Linked DNA regions of Mus musculus: region 1 is linked to region 2. The links are chromatin contacts, called in public targeted proximity ligation maps. All regions are on one chromosome and are shown on one strand. The core of a region is the stretch at or near the end of the contact, and the rest is flanking DNA. Distances in the headings are between cores, read along the strand shown. Region 1 holds the start of Nmrk1 (nicotinamide riboside kinase 1). Region 2 overlaps Prune2 (prune homolog 2).

The links.
Region 1: a contact with region 2 is called in a targeted proximity ligation map of embryonic stem cells, with 7 times the contacts expected there. A contact is called at or near these places in 6 of 39 promoter capture datasets (the C10 cell line, cranial neural crest, hippocampal neurons and 3 more), 8 of 130 datasets of targeted methods (acute myeloid leukemia, bone marrow-derived dendritic cells, embryonic stem cells and 3 more) and 1 of 9 other capture datasets (adipose tissue).

Annotation. Positions count from the first base shown.
Region 1 is chr19:18,627,728-18,633,798 of GRCm38.p6, reverse strand. Nmrk1 (nicotinamide riboside kinase 1) reads right to left here and starts at 1,783. Exons shown (of 9, transcript NM_145497.2): 1 at 1,718-1,783. It overlaps Ostf1 (osteoclast stimulating factor 1), which reads left to right and starts at 1,986. Exons shown (of 10, transcript NM_017375.3): 1 at 1,986-2,179. The coding sequence starts at 2,146.
Region 2 is chr19:17,150,662-17,156,303 of GRCm38.p6, reverse strand. All of the region lies in intron 9 of Prune2 (prune homolog 2), which reads right to left. Among named protein-coding and RNA genes, the nearest start is that of Prune2, 200 kb to the right of the region's middle.

The DNA of each region.
Region 1 (6,071 bases), core at 534-3,033, 1.5 Mb before region 2:
TACACCTGGCTTGCAGCAGAGATGTTGTGAAGCACACACAACTCAGAGCCAAGACAAACTGTACATCTTAATGTCTCTGGAGAGACCACCTTTTGGACCTTTCAGAGTCTTGAAGTCAGGGTATCCTGTCAGCTTGAATCCTGTGGGATATTTATGCAGTGTCTTCTTGGCCGCTAGTATCCTTTCCACAGAGAGGGAGAAGAACAAGATGGGAGAGGAGCAAACCTTAAATGAGCCATTTATCTTTTTCACACTTACTTATCATTCTTATTTGTTATATTATTTATCTGTTGAGACAGAATCTCACTATGCAGAGTCCAGGCTGGTCAGGAACTTGCCACACAGCCACGGCTGCCTCTGTGGCAAAGCTACCTTCCTAAAAGTACTGGGATCATAGGCAAGCCTCGCCAAGACTGGCTCATACGCAGAATTGTTTAAAACTATCTTTGATTTAATCCCAGTGAAATGTTAAATCTTCTTCATAGTTGGCTTATGTTTATATTCAATCTATTCCACTCTGAACAGAGACTTCTAAAGCACAGAATGATTCCCAGGAGGATGGGAAGAGTCAGCAGGCGGCAAGAACTCCACCATCAATCAAATCTGAGAAACACAAGAGCAAACACACATGCTCTTCAGATGACTTCAAGGCCCAGGTTTCAGGACTTCCGTGAGGTTCAGGCTACAGTTATCTGGATACGCTCCCATGAATAGGACTAATTTCAACTTTGAACCCTTTTGGTAAGCAGAAATCCCCCACAGGTAGAGTTCCTGGTAAGCAAGGCCTGGGGGCATAGCCATGACCAAGCTCCTGCTAACCTTTGCCCCTTGAAGTTTCAGTCACTTTTTTCCCCGTAAATTAACCTTCAATAGACATGTTGAAGGTCCATTTTGTGGAGGTTCTTTTTTAAAAAGTTGCTTTCTTACATTTGTATCTAGGTTGCGGTGCATGTGTGTGGGCAGGTGCATGCCATGGTTCACCACAGAACACATGCTCAGGTCATAGGTCTCCTGGGAGTTCTCTTTCCAAAGTGTGGGTGCTAGAGGCTGAACTCTGCTCATCAGGTTTGGCAGCAGGGGCAGCTGGACCATTGTGCTGACCCTGTAGTTTCTTACATAACCAGTATTTTCATTTTTATTACCCCTAATATACAATAGGCATATAATATTGACTGTGACATTGTGAGTTTACTTATGTGTGAACATAAACTCTCGTGTTGGGCAACTTGTATAAAGTACCAGCCAGTAGTATAGTTTTGACTTCGCGGGTAACTATTCAACTCTGAAATTGTAATAAGAAAGCCAATGCATAAGCAAACGAGCATGCTGTGTTCTAATAAAATTTTATGGTCACGGAAATCTAAGTTTCCCCTAACTTTCGTGTGCCACAAAATACTATGCTTTTGTCTCAGCTATTTAAAAAACGCCAAAAGCACTGTTAGAAGTCTTTATAAAAGCCAGGCAGCAAGTGGGTTGGAGTTTGTTAACCAGATGCTGTAGAAAAAGCTGTCCTGTCCCGTGGGGGATCAAGACCCGATTCTCCAGCTAGCAAATGTGGGGTCTCCTACAGCTAGCAGTGTCTAGTTGCTTTTTAGGAGCATCTAAGTCCCACCGCGGTTTCCCTAGACACGATCAGGTTCCTGGTACATACAGCGAAGGAGACTCTTGAAGATTCCCAGGCCTCGCCGTGTGTACGCAGCAGGCAGTGGGTACTCACCGAAGCGGGTTCGAATCCTTCCCAGCAGGGTCGCAGAGCAAGCTTCAAGAGCGTTTCATGCCTACCACTGCCCGGTGCTCACCTAGGCAGCGAAGTCCACTGCGCTTTCATAGCCTCCCCTACGCAGGGCCTGAGGGCGTGGCTACTGTAAAGCTCCTCCCCCAAGAGAAAGGCGGGGCTCCGGCGTGCCGGAGCAGGCTGGACCTCTGAGGTTCGGCCGGGCTCCCCGCCGCAGCCAATCAGCAGCCGGCGAGGCGCGGCCACTTCCTGGTGGGAAGGCCGGGCTGTCTGCGGAGCTCGCTGGTCCGAGTGTCCCGCATCGGGTTGCGCGCGGATCCGGAGCGGCCGCGGCCAGCGCAGGCTTGGCGCCCAGTTCTCGTGTGCGTGTGGGGCTCCCGCGGCTGAGCCTGGTCGCTCCGTGTAGCGCCATGTCCAAGCCACCTCCCAAACCGGTCAAACCAGGTAAGAGTGGTGTGCGCTGCGCGTGCGGGTCTCCAGGCTGCGGGACCCGGTGCTCGAGTTCCCGAGGAGCGTCCTCGGACTCTGTCCACACGGCTCGCCAGGACGTTCTAGCGGTGTGGTGGCAGCACCTCGGTCGCGGCCACTTCCTCATATTTCGCCCTGTCGCTGTCAAGTTGGAGTTCTTGACCGGCAGGCGAACGGGAAGTGCGCTGCGGCTGGGTGGGGTTTGCGCCCGGGCTGGAGCGGGCCAGGGACCCGAGGTCTCCCGGGAGCTTTGGAGAGCTGCTCGGGCGCTGCCAGCGGGACAGCCGGGCTGCAACCCTCTCGGCTCCTAGCTTTAGGCAGTGTCGCTCTGTCATGCATCCTAGTGTTTTTGCTTAGGGTGACTCTCGCGAACTAAACTGGAGAGAGTACGAAGTTCCTCAAAGCAGTTTTCTTGACCGCCCTTCCTGGTTCACTTTTAAAAACGTTGTTCTTAGAGTGTTTTCTGTGATATGGAGAAACGAGACTAAATAAACTCGTGGGAATTTTCATTTGGATAGGGAATTGACAGGGATCGTAAAAAAATGGGAGATGAATGTTTGATGAATTCCCAGACCCCTTTTCCTAATCTCCTGCAGCTTTGGTATTACAAAGGCTGAAAGCCATTTACATCAACTTTTATAGCTGCTTATGCTGCTGCTTCAGTGATTTTTTTTTTTTTTTTTTTTTGCCCTTGAGGTTGTTTTATTGGTTTTGCTTTGCTTGTTTGTTTGTTTTACTAAAGTGACAGTCACTTCAACTTCAATAATTATCCAGTTTCCTTCTTTTGTGGCAGCATCAAGCCCCTGACTTTGAAAATAATGCACACATATTTGTGAAACAGGCATTCGCTGTCGACGTAAATTCTGTAGGGCCGGAATATGAAGGAAGTGGCTCAGACTGGCTTTGGCCTGAGCAGAGGCTGGGCGGGTGCTGGTTGAGGCTGCCCTCGACGTGAAATCTGAGAAGTTTGCAATTTGCAATTTAGATGCGGATGTATGAGGTGGCAGTTTTGTAAACTCTGCTGTAAGTCAGTAAGTACCTCGAGGGTCCAACTAAGCTGAGTTCTTTGATGGCTGAACAAAGCTCTTGATTTTGAAGAATGTGCCGAGAATCGGTTCGTGAAGTTTTTCATTCCCCCAGACACAGTAAAAGTGAAGTCAGTGTTGAGTCTGTGAGTGTTGGCAGGAGCCTGCCCCTGTGTACGTGATTGTGAACTTGTGTGTTCATGCACCCTTGGGTGTGGTTTAGGACCCAGCCTGTTACTAAGTCGAGGTTTGCTCTGGGAACCAGTTTTGTTGTTTACATCTCTGCCTTTTCCTCTCCAGCAAACCAGAAAACACATGGCTAAACATTTTTACTATTTAGAGAGAACTTTGACTTCACTTTGGATTTATAAGTGAGGCCCAAACATAGAGTTGCCATGAAAGTCGGTTTATTTACCTAGTAATGGATAATGAGAAATATTAGTGTCAGTAGGACTTAAGCTTTGTGCTTGCTTACTTGAAAACAGAAAGTTTTATTTTCATACTGTCCCACATGTACTGTGTGCTAGGCGCTTGTCTAGTCACACATACGTGTTTGAATTCATTCACTTCTCAGTAACCTACCAGGTCAGTAACTGTTTTTTTATTCCCAGTGTCCAGGGGGAGTAGGCACAACAAGTTAACTCATCTCCTCTCAGCAATGGGGTGGTGATGTATGGGTCATAGAGGAGTGCAACTCAGATGTTTGACTCCAGGATTTGTGCTTTGCTCCTGTGTGAGGAGCCCTGAATATTTTACAACTGGATAGGAATCTCAAAGAACCAGGTTTCTGGCCCCCAGCCAGACTGCTTTATGCACAGCCATGCTGAACACCCCTGGTTAGGGTACAGCAGGTGTACTGTGCTTTCTTCCCTTGGCAAGTCACGGGGATGAAGGTCTCCAAAGAAGCTGGGCATTCCTGAGACTATATCTAAGTTTTAATTTGTCACTTGCTGCTTTGTTTACACCCTCTCTCTTCTCCAAAATATTTCTAAACATTCAAATTATCAGAGAGAGTTGGGGGAGAGGGAGAAGACAAAGGCTTGGGGCAGAGAGGGAAGAATAGTAAAAAAGGAAAAGAAAAGTAAGCTGGTATACAGGTCCTAGGCTCCTGTAGAGTTACCGAAAAGGGGAGGTCCTGTGATTCTCTGCCTCATGCAGACAGATGAAAGACCACCAGCAAGGCCTGCAGTGCTCAGGAAACTAACATGTGCTGTTTCTAATGGCACTGAGATCTGAGACAGAAATTCCCACAGACTCTCTTCCTGTGTTAGGCAGGTTTTCTGTAGCAGTGGAGTAAGACCACATTGCTCCTAATTTAAAGGGCAACACTGAGAAGACAGGAGCCAGATGGAGAGGCAGAGAAGGGCAGAGGACTTACTGTAAGAGTCTAGAGGCATGGCTTACTTAGTTGTTTGTTTGTTTGTTTTCTGTTGCAATTTAAAAGATCAAGGATTTCATTTGCCGCACAGTGCGTGAGTGTACTCTACCACAGCAGGAAACTTCTGGATACAGCAAGCCACATGACCTCTGCAGTCCAGGAGAGAGAAGGATGTATGCTCCCACTCAGATAGCATCCTCCTTTTTATCCAGATGGAGTACTCAAACCAGGATGGTGCGGCCCTTGTTTAGGATCAGTGTTTACAACTCAGTTAACCTAATCAATGTAATCCCTCCAGGCATTTTTCCCCCAATTTTTTATTATGTATTTTCTTCATTTACATTTCAAATGCTATCCTGAAAGTCCCCTATACCCCACCCCTACCCTGCTCCCCTACCCACCCACTCCCACTTCTTGGCCCTGGTGTTCCCCTGTACTGGGGCATATAAAGTTTGCAAGACCAAGGGGCCTCTCTTCCCAATGATGGCCAACTAGGCCATCTTCTGCTACGTATACAGCTAGAGACACGAGCTCTGGGGATACCAAAATACCCATGGAAGGAGTTACAGAGACAAAGTTTGGAGCTGAGACGAAAGGATGGACCATCCAGAGACTGCCCCACCCGGGGATCCATCCCATAATCAGCCACCAAAAGCAGACACTATTGCATATGCCAGCAAGATTTTGCTGAAAGGACCCTGACATAGCTGTCTCTTGTTAGGCTATGCCAAGTGCCTGGCAAACACAGAAGTGGATGCTCACAGTCATCTATTGGATGGAATACAGGGCCCCCAATGGAGGAGCTAGAGAAAGTACCCAAGGTGCTGAAGGGGTCTGCAACCCTATAGGTGGAACAATAATATGAACTAACCCCTCCATGCATTCTTTTTTTTTTTTTTGGTTTGGTTTTTCGAGACAGGGTTTCTCTGTGTAGCCCTGGCTGTCCTGGAACTCACTTTGTAAACCAGGCTGGCCTCGAACTCAGAAATCCACCTGCCTCTGCCTCCCGAGTGCTGGGATTAAAGGCGTGGGCCACCACGCCCGGCTTCCCTCCAGGCATTCTTAAAGGCTGACTTACTCTAGATGATCCTCATGGGTAAATCTGGACGCTTGTCCCCTGTGTGGTTCCATAGCCTATGTCAGTGTGAAGCGTCACAGATAGCAAGGGACATTAAACAACAAAGCAATGATGCATCTTTCAGGCTAAGCAGCCTGCACCCAACAAGGGGCCATTGGTGGTAGGAGGCAGCCCAGGCAAATTCTGGTAGATCTTGAAAGGAGAGACCTCTCCCCCATTTCCCCTCCCCACAACAAGAGTTGGGGGAGAAGGGGAGCATTCAGAATTGCCCTGTAGACATTTCTTTTTTTCTTTTCTGCTTTCTTCTTCCCTTGCTTCTGCTTGCTTCTATCTGTTTCTTTTTGAGACAGAGTCTCCCTGTCTAGCTCTAGCTGGTCTGGAACTTAC
Region 2 (5,642 bases), core at 2,369-4,868:
ACACTAAGACGTGGGATGATCTGGCACCAGAAATAATAGCGACAGTAAAATACACAAACACATTTTCAACTGCTGCCCCAGCAGTTTTACACGCCCACCCAAAGGGTGTGGTGGAGGACCTGTGTCTTCCTGCTCCAGAGCTGGATACAGTGGAGGGGTTTTGTTTCTGTTTGTTGTTGTTGTTGTTTTGTTTTGTTGTTGTTTTGTTTCATTTTGATTGTTTTTGCCTATAAAGATTCTAAGTGTGTTCAGTTTACATGCCACACATCATCTCTGCCACTGAACACAAAGCATCTACGATGGTATAGAAGTGAGTGGGTACACTGTGATCCAGGAGAAAGGGGTGGAACCTGGCTCTTAATTCAATGTCTGCCAAGTCTTTCCCTCTCCCACAAGGTAAAGCATAGGTGGTAGGCTAACCCTGACCCGGACAGGGCTGTGTTTGCCAACCTCTGCTCCAAAATGAAAGAGACAGAAAAGCATTTTGCTTTCTTGATGTTGCATGCATTTTATTTTAAAGTGTGAAGCTTTAATATTGGTGCAAATAGCACTCCTAAATGTGTCTGTGCTCTGATAAAGGGTGTAAATTGGGGCGCTGTTTTGGCTATATTTAACAAAATGTTCAGTGGGACAGCGTTTGACACGCCATTCTAAGAATGATCATGTCTATCTGAGCACATATACAAAGATGTTTAGCATGAAAAAAACAACTAAACAACCTTGTTGTTGAGCAGTCTGAAATTGACAGACAGGAGATGATGATTCAACCTTTTCCTAAACATCCATGCAAGATGAAGCCAGAACCACAATGCCCTGGTCTGAGCAGGTGGGCCAGCTGGAAGTACAACCCTGGTCACCTTGTGGAAGTATCCCATCTTCATCCAGAGAGAACCGCCCTCGCTTGGCTTTGGAGGGACAGAAAGCCACACCCCATTTTTCCCAGACAGGCAATTCTCTTCAATAACTTCCTCTCTCTCTTCTTCTTTAGTCTTCTGTGCATACAGACTGGGTGATGGTTGTTTAGTATCTTAGGGTTATAGCAGAGACTTTCAAGGAAACATTAGGTCCAGTGGAGACTCTCTTGTCATCTTTCATGTGGTTAAAAACAAAATAAAAACAAAAACTTAAAAAATACATTTTTCCCCTAGGCCTTGGTCACTGGCTGCTTATTTAGTTACTTAAGGAAAATTTCCACTGAAACACACACACACACACACACACACACACACACACACATTTGGAAATGAAATAATTACTTTTTTTAAAAAATAAAAGCTAATCTAAATGGCCATCAATAAGAAAGTGGTCAACTATAATATGGCATTCACTATGGAAAAATTCTAAGTATATTGGTATGTAATAATATTTAAGATATGTATACTTAAGAGTCCAAGTTAACAAAGCTGCATGCTTTGAGTGCTACTATTTACATAAAATTCATTACACCCATTTTTTAAAGTGTGTGTAGAACAAAATATACCCTCAATTATGAATGTCTACATGGGGTAGGTATAGAGAAGAAAGACATTTCTTTATTTTTCTGTAGTTTAAACTTTAAAAAAAAACAAGCCTTTGGCAATATTAGAACATAAAAAAGAATTTGAAAATAATAAAATTCTTTAAGAATTTCCATAAATGGTGCGTGATGGTAGATACCTATAATTCCAGTGCATGGAAAGTGCAGGCAAGAGGATCAGAAGTTCAAGACGATCCTAGCTGCGTTTCAAGTTCAAGGTCAGCCTGGGATACATGAGAGCCTGTCCCACAGCAAAACAGTGGAGGGTCAGGAAAGAGAGCTGTGCCAATATAGAGCTTGTGGTCAAGTCTGATAATATGAATTCAGTCACCAGGACCCACATGACAAAAGTAGAGAGTCCTCCTGCCAACCGTCCTCTGACTGCTTCGTGCATGACCACCCCCAAAACAAGTGTAAAGAACAAAGCAATATAAACAAACAAAGCCAAGCGTTTCTAGAAAACATTACTTAGACAAATTCAATACATAGTAGAAATAAAGCAGGAGCGGTCTAAGGACGTCATAATTTCCCTTGGTTTTTCTGTAGCAATATTTGCTCTGGTGGAAAGCTCAGGCTGCAGCCAGCCAGCGCTACACAGCCACTATTGCCCTCTGGCCATGTATCCATCAGATTTGCTCATCTTCCCAAGCATTTTCTGATGATCTAATCTCAGGAAGCGGAGGAGAAATGAAAATAACTTGGGCTCTGGCAGCACTACCTGCTTCTCTCTGCAGTTGCTGACCCATCTTTTGTAGTCGGCTATCTTAAATTGACCTAGTTCCATCTCATTTTGGATCCAGTGTTCAGCACCTGTCCACTATCATTTAACGGTTTCTCAGCCCCAGGGGTCTACCCTCCACCCCCACATACACACACATACACACTGGTTTCTTTTATTCCTGTTTGTCTATTTTGTTAGAATGACTATCTCTATTCTTGCTTTTGTTTTCAGCTCTGTGTTTTCTTTGTTAGTCTTTGCTTAGTTATGTTACTCTTGTCCCTGAGGAACATAAAAATCAAATTGAATCAAAATAAATAAACTCTTGGACTCTCCTAAATACCTCCCTGGCTCAAAAAACATCTTTACATTTTCCCCTCTAGTCCTGGAATTGATCCCAGGGTCTTGCAAAAATCAAGGCAAGTGTTCTCTCATTGAGCCATGCCCTGAGCGCTTTCTGTGCCTGTTCCATATGTGAAGAGGGAAGATTCTGTCTAGACAAGTATAACATCAGTTCCTGCAGGGCAGACGGTACGGTACGAGGAGTACAGCAACAGAAAAGCCTTAAATCACTTGTGTCTTTGGTGACCAGCATCCCACCATTGTCTTCTTCCTTCCCCATGGGTCAGTTATTTCCTGCTTTCCTCTGGCATTAAATCCCTTTATCTGTTTAGCACCACGCAGTCACCATCTTGTTAACCCCCCAGAGGGCTCTTGGGAGAAGCCTAGAAGCAGCCAGCTTACTGCAAAACAGAGGTAGATTCTGGAATCCACCCTGCAGTTCCAGTTTGGAAGACATAGTGCAAATGAACAGGGGAGACTGGGATTCAAGTCTCCTGTGTCCTGGGGCAAATGAGACCCAGAGTGAGACGGTGGCACACATTTAAACCATTGTTGCTCAAATCTGTACTCAGTACTACTGATGAAATCCAAAGACCTCTGGGTGAAATGATAGTGGGAAATGGCAGAGATGATTCAGGGTCCCCCACTTCAGGGACCTTAGAATGTACGTGGCCCTGGTACAGACCCCGAGACACTCTATAAAGCATAAATCTGTTCAGCTTTGTTTCATTTCAAGGAAGCAAGTTTTTCCTATCTTTTTTCTTTTCATTGTTGTTTTGTTCTTGGACTAATACATTCATGTGGAACAAACTTTGGGGACCACTGAGAGTCAGGTAGCATGTGCAGACCTCTCTGGCCTTGTAGATTGTACTTAACACATCACAGTGACCATATTGTCTGACAGAAATAATAAACCATTTCAGACTAGTATGGTGTGAAGGCGTGAAGGAACAGCTCCGTCAATGGCAGGGGGAGTGTGTGGTGGAGGCTGTTCACATCACCACAGAACAGGAAACTGGGCAGGGACTAAAAGGCAGGAGCCAGTAGCAGCTCTAATACCCCAAGGTCTGCCTCTAATGACCTACTTCCTCTCTAAGCCACACCTCCTAAGGCCTCTGCAGCTTTCCAAAACACTCGCCACATTCTATTCCGGAAATAAGCATTCTAACATGAGCCCGTCGGGTGTACTTTAGATTAACATCATCCCCCATCTCCCGAGTCACATCCCAAAGTGCCAAATCCATTGAGCCCAGCATCAACAGTCCCCACAGCTCCCCAAAATTCTCCAAAGTAAAAGTTCAAAGTCTCTCAAAGACCCAAGATGAACTCTTTTTTGTTTGTTTGTTTGTTTGTTTGTTTGTTGTTTTTGTTTTTTGAGATAGGGTTTCTCTGTGCAGTTTTGGCTGTCCTGGAACTCACTCTGTAGACCAGGCTGGCCTCAAACTCAGAAACCTGCCTGCCTCTGCCTCTGCCTCCCAAGTGCTGGGATTAAAGGCGTGCGTCACCACTGCCCGGCTTCAAGACGAACTCTTAACTGTGAACCTTAATAAACTCAGGAAGAAAGGTACATACTTGCATGATACAATGGCACTGAGGGGAAAAGTCCCCATTTCGAAGTTGAAAAATAGGGTCACGGAGAGAAAATGTAAGCCCAAAGCAAGACTGAACCCAGCAGGGAAAGCATTAAATCACGTCTGGCACCTAAGGCAATCGGTGACGTGGTATGGGCTCCTGTAGGCTCGGGCACTCCCATCCACATGACCTTACTGTTTACAGCTTACATTGCCTCTCTCCTGGGACTAGCTCCACTAAGTGTCTATAGCTGTTCCTGGCAGACATCACAACACATCTGGCATATTCAAGAATTTAGGTCTCCATTTTTAACTTAGGTATACCTCCCAGAATTACATAAAGCCTTTTTAGGGCCTCCTCACAGGAAACTTGACCTTGCTACACATTACCTGGAGTCAGAGGCTTTTCTGAAAATACAGGTGAAGGCCTCTGTAGCACTATAACAATGGTATTCTGCATACCTTTATGAGCAGCACAGTGTGTATAAAAATGAGTCCTGCCAACAGCTCAAGTGCCAACCAGGCAGCCCAGGATCACATCTGCAGCAGCCGCCAGTGGTTAAACCTGGGGGGAGTACTCCCTGTGCAGCCTTGTATGGATGGAAAGCCTGAGGGAGAAAACCCTCTTTTAAAGGGAAAGTCTTTCAAATGGGTTTGTAGTTTAACAGCTTGAAGGCTGCCATGGGTTGGATACAGCCAATCCTTGAATTGTCCTCAAGGTACCTCTCCCATTGTCCAGAGAAAAGCTGTGCAGCTGCTCATTAATGACTTTAATCTCTTCACAATATATAATATATCAGAAACTAAAGATGAAGACAAGAGAATCACAAATTTGTGGACAGAAAAATTTAGTAAGACCCTGTTTCAAAATAAAATTTAAAAGTGCTAGAGGTATAAGCTGACTGCTTAGCATACAAGAACCCCAAGGTTCTTAAAAAGCTATGATTTGTTCTCCATTTGCCCCCTCCCCAGCAGACCCACTCCATCAGGTTTATTCTTAGTGCTACGACAGAACACCAGCTCCCCTCCCCTCTGTCCATACCACCTGTGTCTCTCACAGACCATCCTCTCCTTACTACTCAGACACCAGCATCTAAACCTATAGTCATCTCAAATCTAGGTGCCTAGATGCCAGCATAAAAACAAAATTAATAATACCCAGGACAACTTCACTAGAGCCCAGCTATTCTATCAGAGCAGGCCCTGCGTATTCCATAGCTAAACACAAGTATAAGATCTTAAAACCAACTCTATGAGAAGTGATGAAATCCCCCTCCCATTTGGTATTTAATAGTAGGATGTTGGTTTGCACTTCCCAATAAAACATTCAAAACTATTTTGGTGTTGATGACTGTTAACCTTATCGATACCCTGCGGTCATCATGCTAGACTCCTGGTGCCACTTCTCCATAGACACCACACACAGCAGGGACAGATGCCTCCCATGGCCAGTGCCTATGTAAATACTTGTCATCTTATGTCATGCTCATCACCG